Regions from separate parts of the Mus musculus genome. Here region 2 is linked to region 1. A link is a contact called in public Hi-C data. All regions are on one chromosome and are shown on one strand. The core of a region is the stretch at or near the end of the contact, and the rest is flanking DNA. Distances in the headings are between cores, read along the strand shown.

What was found. A called contact is a pair of places that touch in the nucleus more often than the background predicts.
Region 2: a contact with region 1 is called in a Hi-C map of the Ba/F3 cell line, with 6 times the contacts expected there. The contact joins the enhancer-like site here to the promoter of Rpl35 in region 1. A contact is called at or near these places in 5 of 39 promoter capture datasets (the 3T3-L1 cell line, cranial neural crest and embryonic stem cells), 1 of 15 datasets of contacts at CTCF or cohesin (embryonic stem cells), 10 of 484 Hi-C or Micro-C datasets (B cells, the Ba/F3 cell line, the G1E-ER4 cell line and 5 more), 14 of 115 datasets of contacts at active chromatin or transcription factors (embryonic stem cells, large pre-B cells, pro-B cells and 1 more) and 2 of 9 other capture datasets (embryonic stem cells and liver).

Annotation. Positions count from the first base shown.
Region 1 is chr2:39,001,006-39,007,906 of GRCm38.p6, forward strand. Rpl35 (ribosomal protein L35) reads right to left here and starts at 4,126. Exons shown (of 4, transcript NM_025592.3): 1 at 4,079-4,126; 2 at 3,727-3,863; 3 at 3,102-3,183; 4 at 576-760. The coding sequence starts at 4,081. The coding sequence ends at 611. It overlaps Wdr38 (WD repeat domain 38), which reads left to right. Exons shown (of 9, transcript NM_029687.3): 8 at 157-204; 9 at 289-579. The coding sequence ends at 369.
Region 2 is chr2:39,368,337-39,375,237 of GRCm38.p6, forward strand. No RefSeq gene overlaps it. Among named protein-coding and RNA genes, the nearest start is that of Ppp6c, 150 kb to the left of the region's middle. Within about 2 kb of position 3,630, at least 5 of the 459 cell types and tissues checked have an H3K27ac peak or open chromatin away from gene starts, as enhancers often do. A contact at or near this core is called in the Ba/F3 cell line and the G1E-ER4 cell line, where this site is marked.

The sequences.
Region 1 (6,901 bases), core at 2,876-5,375:
CACCTTTCCAGAGGTTCCAGCCATACCAGAAATGCCCATGAATAACACAGGCAAGGACAAGACCCAGATACTGATCTCTAGTGACCTTGTCCGCAGACATATCTGGGTCTGAGACCACTGATACCTCCCAACTCTATTGCCTGTTTTTACTTCTAGGTCAAAGTCTGGGACTGCCTCACAGGGAAATGCCTTGAGACCCTAAAGGTAAGACACTATGGCCAGTACAAAGACAGGGTGTCCAGGACTAACAGGAATCACTAACCCTGACTGCCGCTGTGTCACTGACAGGGCATGCTGGATGTGGCCCATGCCTGCATTTTCACCCCAGATGGCAAACTCTTAGTGTCAGGGGCTGCTGTGACAAGATGACAAGTCTGCTCAAAGTCGAGAACCTCTCCCATGTAGCTTACGCACAGGCCTAAGGTAACTAAGAAAGCAGCCACCAGATCTCTGCAGCAGGGACTACCCTATCCTACTCCATAACAAGGCTGTTATCTGCTGTAGGCAAGTGGTCACCTGGCCCCCCACCTCGCCCAACCAGCCCCAGGCGGCCAATGTAAAACATGAAGCAGAAAGCCAGTCAGTCTCGCACTTTATTGTCGTTGTCATCTCAGGCCTTGACTGCATACTTGCGCAGAGGATACAGCCGCTCCTTCCGCTGCTGCTTCTTGGTCTTCAGCTTCTCCTCGTGCTTGGTGAGCCGGCGGCGCATGGCTCTAGTCTTCTTGGGTCGCAGGTCTAGGGGCTTGTATTTCTTGCCCTGGGACAGAAATGACAGGGTGAGTCTGAGCACCAGGGGCTCCTGGGAAGATGCTGAAGCAAATGAGAACATGGGACTTCTCTGAGCAAATGGTAGGACATTCAGAGCCTTTCAGCTGGGGGCCGTCAAATAAGGTTAGCAGAGGTTGGCAGGCCTAATATTTGCATAGCCAACCCCCTAATTTCAAGACTACAAGAGCCAGAGGGGCTGAACTTCAGTTTTCCTATGCACCACCCACCAGCGAGTAAGTACAAAGTCCTAGCACAACTGAAAGGGCACTTCACACAGATCAGGCCCTGTGGTGGTTACAATGAAACGGCTGACCCACCAGGCATGGCTCATAATGCTCTAGGCAACATGGGCCAGGGCTTGGTCAAAGTCACCCAGACACAAGTAAGACCCTGAGCTGTTAAGGGAGCTCTCATCTTCCTCTGTGTCCTAGCCCTTCCCAAGGGTTCCAAAATAAAACAGTCCCTTAGTACCCACCCTCAGGGACCAGATCCTGTGGGTCAGACCCCTACATGGTGAGAAGCAGCCCCATCAAGAATTTTAAGAGGCAACAGGCTTCAAAGCAAGCTCCCAGCAGCCTGCTGAAAAGCAGGGCATGCAAAGCCTTTAAAAATGTGTAATTGGGCTGGGCAGTGGTGGCGCACGCCTTTAATCCCAGCACTTGGGAGAAGGCAGAGGCAGGGGGATTTCTGAGTTCGAGGACAGCCTGGTCTACAAAGTGAGTTCCAGGACAGCCAGGGCTACACAGAGAAACCCTGTCTCAAAAAACAAACAAACAAACAAACAAACAAAACCCCCCAAAAAACCAACAACAACAAAAACCCAACAGTGTAATTGGGGTTTGGGGTTCCTATGAGGACCTCCTTCTGCCTGCAGAGGGGTAGGCACAACAGGTTCAATCCTCACGCACCACACTTCTGCAGGACCCTAGGAAGGGCTGTAGGATAAGGTGGGTGGATGGGCGGGGACATGGAGCCACATCAGATAGGCCTTCAGCCATGTCAAGTTCATTCACCCACTTAGAGCTCTGCCCATTGAGCAGTCACCAAACACACCCATCTACTGTTCATTCTACAACAGAGTGGACAGACTACAAAGCTCAACACTTAAGAGTTCACACACCAGGATGCCTGCAATCCCAACTGTTGCGAGCCGGCCAGTTAGAGGCAGAGGGCCTCTGGGAGTTCTAGGCTACCCTGGTCTAAAAGAAAGCAACCCCCCAGAACTCCTACCCCGGCTCCTTGTGGACTGGAGGTAGTTCAGGGCAGGGTCACTCACTTGCCTCATGGCTTAATCCCAAGCACCACCTAAATAAAGAGCCTCCACCTCCAGCCACATGAGCTGAAAGGCCACACATGTCAGCATTAGCAGTGAAGCACAAACAGTTTCAAACGCCACTGCGCAGGGGTGAGGTAAGCGTCCTACACCACTCAGCAGGCTGAGTGATGGGTGTCTGGGCCCCAGCATCTCAGAAACCGAACTTCAGACCCGCCTAAGTTAAAAAAAAAAAAAAAAAAAGTCCCTTGTGGGCAGTGAAGTCATACTTTGTGATGAGCCAGACCCAACACTGAGTAAAAGACTCCACCTGATGGCCTCAACTATAAAATGACACAGCTTCCCCCTACCCCAATTCTTCCGGAGACCAGCCATGGTCAAAGGAAGTAAATTCCTAGCACAGCATGTGAGTTTGAAAGCATGAACGTTTCCCCCCAACCCCCGGTCAGGGTTTCTCTGTGTAGCCCTGGCTGTCCTCGAACTCAGAAATCCTCCTGCCTCTGCCTTCCAAGTGCTGGGATTAAAGGCGTGTGCCACCACTGCCTGACAACACTAACATAACAAACATCTTGTAACTATCCCAGCAATACCCTTAATGTCCTCATGATATGGCTCCAAAGAGAAGCTTTTGGGGGTCGCTGTTTAGCAACTGTGGGTGTCCTTGGGCAACGCAACCTTTCCAAGCCTTGCAACAGCAGGTGCTTGGCTGTGAGACAGACACCCTGAACAGCTAGCTTTGCCTCAGGCTAGGGTTCCAGTTCCATCTTCTAACAAAGCAATCTAACCCAACAACTACCACACAGCTGAGTTCAAAGCTAGTGTCCAGTCCACCCTCACATCCGACTTTTTTTTTGGGTTTGGTTTTCTGAGTGCTGAGATTAAAGGCTTGCGCCACCCTGACCAGCCACATCTGACCCTTTGACACCAAGAACTCCTGTCAGTTCGGGAAGCTGGTAACTGGGCAAACTCAGCCACATAATGGGAGCTTACTGAGGCCCAGTCCTCCAGTCCCTTGTACCCTATACCCTTTCCACAACAGTTCCTGGCCAGTGCTCACCTTGTAGAATTTCCTGAGGTTTTCTTTTTGAGTCTGGTTAATAACAGTGAGGACTCGGGCGATAGACTTGCGAACGACTCGTCTATAAAAATAGATGGCAGTGAAGATCAGGTAGGCACATTAACCCCTCCAACACAAGGCCCTCATTTCTGCCACCCAGGAGGGAAATCTAGAGATAAGGACAGGTTTGTCAACAGATAGACGTGGACACTTAATGCAGATTTGGCCCAAGAACTTATCCCAAAGGCCAGAGACTGAGACCATGCCTTCAAGTTACCTAGTTCAGTGTAAGGAATCACAAATTGGAGAAAAGAGAACAGGTGTGAAGAGAGGACATTGAAGCCAGGCAGAGGCCACGAACAGCTGATTTTAGTCATGGTGATAAGAGATCAACTCGTGACTGGAACACATGGGCTCAGCGTCTCTTTTCAAGTTTCCCTCCCTTGTCGTCACCACTTGCTTCCAGCCGTACTACAACCCATGTGAGGCGGCACCACCATGGCCCTTCAAGGAATGCCCTATTCTCTCACCACAGTAGTTGGCCAAGGACAGTCGAGGGGAAATGGCTCAAGGGGCCAAGGCAGGGAAGGGGAAGCACCCAGCTGGGACCTCAAGGCCCACTTACATCTTGGAGAGCTTGGACGCGGCGCCGCCTGTCACTTTGGCGACCCGAAGCTGGGACAATTCCACCTTCAGATCGTCCAGTTGTTTCAACAGCTCCTCCTTCTTCTTGCCGCGCAGGTCCCGAGCCTTAATCTTGGCCTGCAATGAGGAGCGACTCTATGGGTCACGGAGCTCCCGCTTCGTCCCCGGCCGACCCAGGAGGGACGGTGCGCCAGAGGCCGCGGCGTAAGCGAGGGCGGGCAGCCTGAGCCGGCCCCCGCTGCTCTCTGAGTTCCCCCCGTCCGCCCCGCGCCCCGCGCCACTGTCCCCACGTGTCCCCGGCGACCGATGGCACCCGATTCCCGCAGCCTCACCATTTCGGCGTTGTTCACGGCTGAAGCAGCCTGGTTCGAGAGAAAGAGGAAAGGGCGGGGCCGACTTCCTCAACTACTGCCGGGTGGCGCCGGGCACGGCCAATAGCGTCGCGGTTTGGGAGGCCCGCTCCGCCCCTGCGCAGCCGCGGCCGTGGTGCCCTCCGCTTCCCGGAAGTCCTGCCTTCCTAAGGTTGGCTGGTCTCTAAGCGACCCAGCTGGGGAAACTGAGTCTCGCGATGAGCAACACCGGGCTGGCTGGAGGCAGCGCAGAGAAGGCTGCAGTTCTTCTGTTCCCTCGGTTTTATTCGGAAGCTTGAAGTTCTCTGGTCTGTGCGGGGCTGAGCTAGCCGCGGGTGGTGTCAGGGTGCGGAGGGCATGAGGTGTGAGGGTTTTCTTTAAAAGTTTGAGACAAGGTCTTATTCTAAATCGCTTCCTAATGCTGACAGTACAAGTGCCACAATGCCTCGCAAGTGTATGTGAGAGAGCCAGCGAGCATGGAGGTTGGAGAACAACCTGTGGGAGTTCTCTTCTTCCACTGTTCGGCGCTCGAACGTCGAACGCAAGTGGTCAGGTTCGACCTAACCATCTCGCTATCCTTTTTTTCTTCTTTTCTTTTTTAAATACAAGGCCTCCATATCTATCTATCTATCTATCTATCTATCTATCTATCTATCTATCTATCTATCTATCTATCTATCTATCTACCTACCTACCTACCTATCTCCTGGACTTGTTTTGTACCCAAGTTTGGTATCCAAAGTGCGCCACCACCTGGCAAGGGTAACAATAAAGTCATCCAGCAAGAATTTGCGGAGATGGTATGTAGTAGTACAAATCTCATCCCCAGACTTTTGTGGGATTTCTGATTATTGCTTTAGGTCTGGGCACGGTGTCACAGCGCCCAGGCAGTGGAAAAGGAGGATCCGGAGTTCAAGCCTTCTTTATTACACCAAGATATATTAATGAAACCGTCTCCAGAGAGATTCCAAATCGTGCTGGTAGCTTAGTTCCGTGGTAGTGTTTCCCTGGCATGCACAAAGCTGTGTGCATTCCCGGCACTGATACAAGAATAAATAAAAGCTCCGAAACAGAGTCTTGCTTTATTGCTAGTACCAGTTTATATCTTGGCAAGTCCCTTCGCGTCTCCGGTTAGTGTATCTTTGAGGATTAGAGGAACTAAACTGAAAACCTGCAAAGCTCCCAGCCAAGACCTGATATGTAAAGATTGGGGAAATTATAACATGGTTAAAGTGCACATGACCCTTTGCCTACAGTCCCAGACAGACCGCTAGCATCTAGATCAGAACAAAGCAGACGATGTTGGGTTTGTGTGATGAGTTGACCAAACTGACCAATTGGAGCCCTTTCTTTGCCAAGCTCCATTCAGCAGCTGCCCATTTTTCCAGCAGTTTCTCAATTGTTCATGACTTGATGCTGATAGAAGAGGTACTCAAGGTACTGTAATGAAAGCTGGGCGTGGTGGCGCACGCCTTTAATCCTAGCACTCGCGAGGCAGAGGCAGGCGGAGTTCGAGGCCAGCCTGGTCTACAGAGTTCCAGGACAGCCAGGGCTATACAGAGAAACCCTGTCTCGAGAAAACAAAACAAAACAAAACAAAACAAAAAACCAAAAACCAAAAAAACAAAAAAGGTACTGTAATGAACATTTTTTAGTCACCTCCCATCCCAAGTGTAGCAGCGTACCCTTGTATCCTAAGTGCTCTTAAGTACCAAGCTGAGTTAAGCCATGTGTTTGTGTGCCTGTTTCCAGAGCCAGTCTTGAAGGTCTCTGAGGGTTTAATGCTTTTCAGGCCCAGGATGGGGATACTGGTTGGATAGAATGAATAAGCCTTTTGTAAATGGGATAAGGAGAAATGAACCGAGTGTGGATTAGTTTTAAATGGAAGTCTAAAGATGACCAGGATTCTACTAGAGTTACAAATATACATCATATTTCTGGACATTTTTTGTAGTGCTAGGATTAAACCCAGGATTCACAATATTTTTGAATTCCCAATTACATTCCCCATCTTTGAAGACAAAAAACTTACAGGCACTGTACTTTGCCATCCCTGATGTAATTAAGACAGCCCTTACATTTTTAAATTTTACATGTACCATGTATGTGCTGTGCCGGCAGAGGTGACTGGATCTCCCTGGAGGTGGAGTCGCAGAGCACTGTGAGCTGCTATGTGGATGCTGGGAACTGAACCCAGGTCTCCAAGAATAGCACTTTTTTTCTTTTTTAAATTTCCCGACAGGGTTTCACTCTGTAGTCTTGGCTGATCTAGAACTATGTAGTCAAAACTATCTAGAACTCACAAGAACCCCCTGCCACTGCTTCCTAAGGGCTGGAATAAGGCATGTGCCACATTACTCGCTATGTGTAGCAGGAGCAAAACCATGTCTCACCTAATTTTTTTTGCTCGAGTTCTACTAGGTTAAAATGTAATAGTTTTCTTTTTTTTTAATATTTTTTATTAAATAGTTTTCATATAGTTACAAGAAAAGATTCATTTTAGCCTACGTCTGAAATAGAAAGAATCCTGGGGATTCTGCAGCTTTCGCCTCCTAAAATATGCCTCTTCAGTCAGGAGTACAGGTGGCCACAGAATCCTCTTTAATTTTCGGAACGCCCGCAGGAGTCGTTACATCCTCAAGAAAGGATGTTATCAAGCGTCCTGCCAGCCCCTGGGTTACACATCAACGCCTTTAAAGCCGTTTACTTTTAACAAAGTGGGTCCTCTTGTGGGTCAGTGCTTAAGAGACTCCGGCACTGCGCGTCACTCCCTGCCATCCCTTAGCTCTAAGATTTCTTCCTCCG
Region 2 (6,901 bases), core at 2,380-4,879, 370 kb after region 1:
CATCAAATCTTTTCCCTCAGGGAATCTGGCAGAAGAGGAAGCAGAAAGAGTGTAAGAGCCAGAGGGGATGGGGATACTAGAACAAGGCCTTCTAAAACAACATGAGCAAAGCGCATACAAACTCACAGAGACTGAAACAGCAAGCACAGGGCCCGCATACGCACCAAGTCCTCTGCATATTTATCACGGCTTCTAGTTTAGTGCTTTCATGGTATTCCTAAGTGTGTGAATGAGTAGGCTTCTGATTCTTGTTCCTTCTCTTGGGGGCTCTTTTACTTTGTTTATTTTGTCCAACTTTGATGTTTTTGTTTTATCTTACTATATTTTATTTTGTTATAGTTTTTAAATGAATGAATAAATGAAAACTATCCACTAGATAAAGGTTAACCACTGAACTGCCACTTATACCTGCTGGAAGAGGGAAAGTCAGATTTTCACAATAGAGTGACACTGGGTATATCAACTACTCTAGAGAGGGCCTCGTGTTCATAAATCATTGACCAACATATAAAGGACTCCACAGAGTTTGTGTGTGTGTGTATTATTTTTATTTATTTTTGTTTGTTTTGGAGGATTTTGTTGTATTGAGTTTTTGTTAGCTCTTGGAGAAAGCTTAAAGTTGGATGGATATGGAAGGGGAGAGGATCTAGAGGCACTTGGGGGAGGAAATGAGTATGATCAAAATATATTTAAATTTAAAATTTGTTTTAAATAATAAAAACAAAATTTTAAAATTTTAAGAAATTTAGAGAGTTGGGGTGTGTGTGAATCTCTAGCAGATAATTCCTAGAATCTAGATAGGAGAGGACCAGAGCAAAAACAGAGAAGTAGAGTGGACGTTCCAACTCCATCATCAAGGAGATCTTCCTGCAGGGCTTCTCAGAATAGGATCCTAACAATTTCCTCAGGCCACAGCAAGTGGGAAAAGAGCCAACTCTCTCAGCAAGTGTTGATCTTCGTTAAGAGAAAGGCATACAGACTGAAATGTCTTTTTTTTTTTTAAGATTTATTTATTTATTATATGTGAGTACACTGTAGCTGTCTTCAGACATACCAGAAGAGGGCATCAGATCTCTTTACTCATGGTTGTGAGCCACCATGTGGTTGCTGGGATTTGAACTCGGGACCTTCTCAAGAGCAGTCAGTGCTCTTACCGGCCGAGCCATCTTTCCAGCCCAGACTGAAATTTCTTAAAGCAGAACAAGAACAGCTGAAACCAGATACCTGCTAAGGGAGTCTTTCCTTTCATTGGGAACAAGCAAAAGAAACGTACCTTAAGGACTGCCATTTTGTTTTCAGACTCTATTTAGTTATAGGGGGAAATTAAGTTTCAGGTCCCAGGTCCTAGGGGAGCTGAGGACTTCTCAAAAGCTGAACAGCTCCTGTTATTCATCCCTTGTTCCCCAAAACATAATGACTGTTCCTAACTACAAATGAACAAATGGATTTGATTGGTTGTACTGTAAAACCTACATTCTGCATGTATGTCACCTGTGACATAGACCAACCACATAAGTAAAGCCTTTATTCATAAATCCTAATTGGTGATGAAATACAATAACTTGGCAAAGATGTTTTTGATTTTCAAGCTCACGTGCTCTGTGATATTCTAACTTGAGGTTGCAGTCAAGCTCTCAAGCCTGTTTTGCAGCCCTAATTGATCAGTAACAGCTTGATTACATAAATTTTGTCATCTGACCTGACCTGGTGTTTTGAGTATTGTTGGATCTAAGCAAACTCCATAACACTTTCACTAGAGAGACAGAAAGAAAGATGAGGACGAACACAGAGAAGAAAGGAGAAAAACAGGAGAGTTTGAAAGAGACCACGGAGAGATAGGGTGCACCAAGGAGCCAAGAGGAGTGGTTCCTGAATCCTACATAGATTATCCACCTCAACCCTTGACACAAAATGAGAGCCCAAAGAAATGGCCGATCCACCCACAAAGGAGAACTGCTCTGGGACACTTAGATAACATCAGCCAATCCACTGATGCTCATTCAAGCTACTGGTCCTCCTTACAAGTCTCCCTCCCACCCTCTCGTGTAAAGGGCCACCTAATACTCTTTAACGGTGCTCCAGAATATTTAACACACAGCTGCATAGACGATCTCTTTTCTCCTCTAACTCAGCAAATGTACTGCATGACTCCAGCCATGTCATTCTGAGGTCAGATGCCTACTCAGAGAGGAAAATAATTCTACAGGGAACTGACTTCTCTTGGACCAATCAAGATTGAGCACTGCTGTCCGGCTATGAGACTCTGAGACATTTTGTTTCTTAGCTATAAAGCTGAAGTGACTACATACATTGAGACAAGAAGTGGCTAGCCCTATGAGAAGGAGGTGTTGGCCTGTGCCTTTCTGAGCCTGGAACATTTCACCTATTTTCTCATTCCATCCACTGCTGAGCAAACGTCACCATTTCAATTTGTGGCTGAGTAGAATTCCACTCTGTTCAGGTACCACATTCTCTGAGTCGGGGATTACATTTGAGTTCCTTGCTGCACTTCTCTGGATACTATATCCTGGGTTTTGACTGAAGCCTGTTGCTCTGGCCTGCTGGCAAACTAGACAAGGAAGGACAGATGCTTCACTATCTCTGTTGGTGGCACTGAGGTCACCAAACAGCTCTGGCAACTTGTGTTACTTTTTTTCTTAAGCCTTTAGAGAGGTCTGCTTCTGCATTCTGATTCCTCCAAGGAATTGCTGAAGTGCTTAGAGAAATTCTTTAATTTCATTCAAAACAAACAAACAAACAAACAAACAAACAACAACAACAACAAAGAACCCTGCTAAGTTTCTCTAAGTTTAAAGATATGGGAACATGTAGGTAAAACGTTAGAAATCAACCATTGCCTACCAGGGCAGAGTGAGTTTCATACTGATGAGTTTGGGATGTACAGTTTGGCAGGATATTGCTTAGATCCACAGCATAAAGTTGATTAAATTGTAATTCAAACTTCTTGATAAAACTGGTCAGTTGACTCCAAAACACACAGGAAGATAAAAGATAAAAATAATAGAGCAAAGGCTCAGACGATGAGAAGGCAGCTTTATTTATTAAATTGTTTTCATTTCATGACACTTCAGAGGACAAAGAGGAAATTTCTGTTTTTTGAAGATACAAATTTAAAATCACCTAAAGTGGCTTTGGCTCTTTTAATTGAGCCAAGTACCCCTCCCCATTTATTACATACAAGATTATTAGATACCCCTAAAGGGCTTTAGCCCTTCTTTGAGGAAGCTGGAGAAGCCTGAGACTCCTGATAAAGTATTTTGTACAAAAGTTCTTGCTTGCTTTACCCGGATTTCCACGACAACAGGGGGTTTCACAGAATACGAGGAGCACAGTAGACAGGCTGTGACCGCGCAGACTCATGAGCAGGCAGCAAGCACCCAGCATTCCAACCCACAGTGAACCTGACTCATTCTGCTGGCTGGAGGCTTTGTCTCGGCCACTGCCTGCTTTGTTAGGGGTCAGGACAGGTCTTAAAACTAAACGAAATGACCAGCAATTCCATATTTTTAAATAGTTGTGTGGCCTCTGCCACACATACATACACAACTGTCTGTCTGTCTATCATCTGTCTGCCACACTCTAGGATACATTAGCCTGGCCTAATCTGTGATCTGGGGCTTTTAGGGGCAAGTGAATATTGGAGGGGAGCCCCATCTCCAGCTCCTGACACTTGGTCCTCCACATGCAAATGCTTATTAATTTTCAAAGTTTTTATCTGTTATTGTATGCGTGTGTATCTGCATGTATTGTGTACCACAATTTTCAGTTAGCTTCCACCACGGCTCCCAGGGATTGAATTCAGGCATTATTCTTGTGCAGCAGCAAATTCCTTTTTTAAAAAAAATTAGATATTTTCTTCATTTACATTTCAAATGCTATCTCGAAAGTTCCCTATTACCCCCCCCCCCCCCCCGCCCTCCCTACCCACCCACTCCTGCATCTTGGCCCTGGCATTCTCCTGTACTGGGGCATATAAAGTTTGCAATACCAAAGGACCTCACTTCCCAGTGATGGCCGACTAGGCCATCTTCTGCTACTTATGCAGCTAGAGACACGAGCTCTGGGGGTACTGGTTAGTTCATACTGTTGTTTCTCCTATAGGGTACAGCAAATTCTTTTACCTAAGGAATGCTTTGCTGCTACTGCATACTTGTGTGTGTGTGTGTGTGTGTGTGTGTGTGTAATTTTCATATAAGTATTGCTGTATGCTGGGCATATTCACCCCCCCCACACACACTATTATCCTCCCTTTTCTCACCTCTCCTATCATTTCTCTTCATCTCTTAGTGCAGTTTAATTTTGTTCGTGTCACAGAGACAGTCATGCTTTTATGTATCTGCAAGAAACATAGTAGCACACACACACACACACACACACACACACTGAGTAAAACAAAAATAAATTTAAGAACTAAATATACATCTAGTCTTTTTGTTCAGTATTCATTAGCATATGCTTTTGCTTTCATTTTTTTCGTCAATTCATGCATAATAATTAATGGTCAATCAGCTTGAAAACTTTCCTTGATGTTGATAATGGAGTTTTCATGAGATCCTTGGGGTTTTCCTAAGTGTTATACTATCTTCAGGTAAAATGAATTCTCTCAGCCTTTTTTATTCTTATATAAGTACACACACACACACACACACACACACACACACACACACACACCACACTCACATAATAGTGTTTATATTAATATCAACAAAAATCTTCACCATAATAATGATGGAATAGGGCCTTATGTCAACTTCTAATTCATAGTAGCAACAGGACTTAAATTAAATGACTCCATTCTGACCACAGCCCTCTGCTGTCCATTAGGGTGGTTGCCACTTAGTGGTAGTCTCATTCAGCAAGCAGGAAAACAGAAGGCTGGTGTTGCTGCGACCTCTTCTGGCCAAATGTCGCCATGCGCGTCTCCTGAAGAAATGAGGATGTGCATACTAGATCAGGGGTGCCACCTTGTGGAAGCAAGAGTTTATTGCACCTGAGCAGTGTCTTTTCACGTAGTTGCCTTAGTTTGCTCGTCTGAGAGTAGGAAGAAATCTGAGTCACCCTCATCACAAGAACATTTCTTGTCTCAAAAGGAAGCCCAATCTTAGTCATAAGGAAAGGCACACTTGATGTCCAGTGAGATTCATGCTCACCCCTCAACCTGGAAAAAGTCCAAACAAAGGACTTTCAAACATATTATCAATGCTAGGGAAGCCAGGGTACTGAATATCCCTGGACAACTCAGACTAGTGTCTTCTGTCTAGTCCAATAGAATACTGTCTCCAAGTACCCAGGTAAAAGTTCTTATTCTACAAATCATGCCAGATGTCATACATTCTATAAACATATAGCATAATTTATAACAAACTAAAAGGAACGAAGAAACAGCCTGTTATGGTGGTGGCCCACTATTAGTCTGAGAACTCAAGGAGGAAGGCAGAGACAGGTAGATATCAGGGAGTGAACATCCTGGTCTATGTAAATAGTTCTAGGCTAAACAGAAACAGAAAGAAACTTTCTGTTCCAAAATACGATTTTCAGTAATTGACACCTAAGATGAGTGTGTGATCGCAGACATTATAGTGTGTCCTTTCTGGGTGCACAGTATAAGCTCAAACTTTATTATCCCATGAGAACATTCATGAGAAATGAAGAAACCAGAGAAACCAGGCAGATAAGAATAGTAGCAGGAATGGCAGTGCCACCTCTATGCAAATGCCAGGGAGGGGTAGGGGGAGGGGGCACAGCTGCAAAAGCATCACCTGCAGGATCTAAGTGAGGACTGCCTGAGAGACCAAGGGTTGCTGGTACAGACAATGCCTGCCAATTGGACACTGCTGTTTAGAAGAAATATTTCTTGGGACCAGTGGGGTATGGGTGGAGGGTATTAAAAGAGCTTGCTGCACAATTTCTTATCTGCTTCCAGAGTTTGTGTTGTTGACTCTGGGCCACCTCACCTCCTACCCCCAAGGGCAGGTAGAGTCAGACATAGAGTAGTCCAGGGCACAGGCAGCACAGGAGTAATTAAAACATTAATATAAAAATGTAAAACTAAGTTTTACAGGTGATATTTTAAAAGCCAAAGTGGTTGACCTTGTACTGCTTAAAAAAATGTCTAGTTAGATAGCTCAGAGGGTCAAGATGTTTTTTTTTTGTTTGTTTGTTTTTTTTTTTTTTGCCAAACCCAACTTCTATAAGTTCTTCTCTTATGTCAAGACATGCACTCCTATCCATCTCCCAATAGTAAACAAACAAAAATCCTTGAGAAAAATGTCCATACAAAAAATATAAAAATAAATAGGTTAGTAAATCTACATGTATTTTGTTTAGAAGTACAACTATACCTATTGCTATTTTACACAAATATCCAGAATCTTACAGCATTCTTTTATTTAGGGTAGCCTTTCATTTCCATATCTTTGGAACCAGTGTCATTTATGAAACAACTTTAAGCTAAGCCATATATGTAGTATTACCATCTAAATCTAGAAGGAATAACATTGAAAAAATGAATTTGTAAAGACTGATGGTCCCTGGGTAGCCATTCAGAAAGAGTCTTTTTATGGTTATGGTGAGCAACTTTGCTTACTACTTCCCATCAAACAATTCTTTCCATGTAAATAGAAGCAATACTGTAGTACACGGTTGTAGGTAATTTTGACTGCCTGCATGGTTCTGACATTTTTGTGGCTCCGGTTGAGTAAAGAGGAATCCAGGGTTTTCTGCCTAAGGAATTCTTTTTGTAACTTGGCTGAAATTCAGACCTGTACTCCGTTTGTTCTCTCTCTCTCTCTCTCTCTCTCTCTCTCTCTCTCTCTCATCTTATGTCTATAAGTGTTTTGTCTGCTTGTATGGGTGGGTGCACCGTGAGCTTGACAGATGT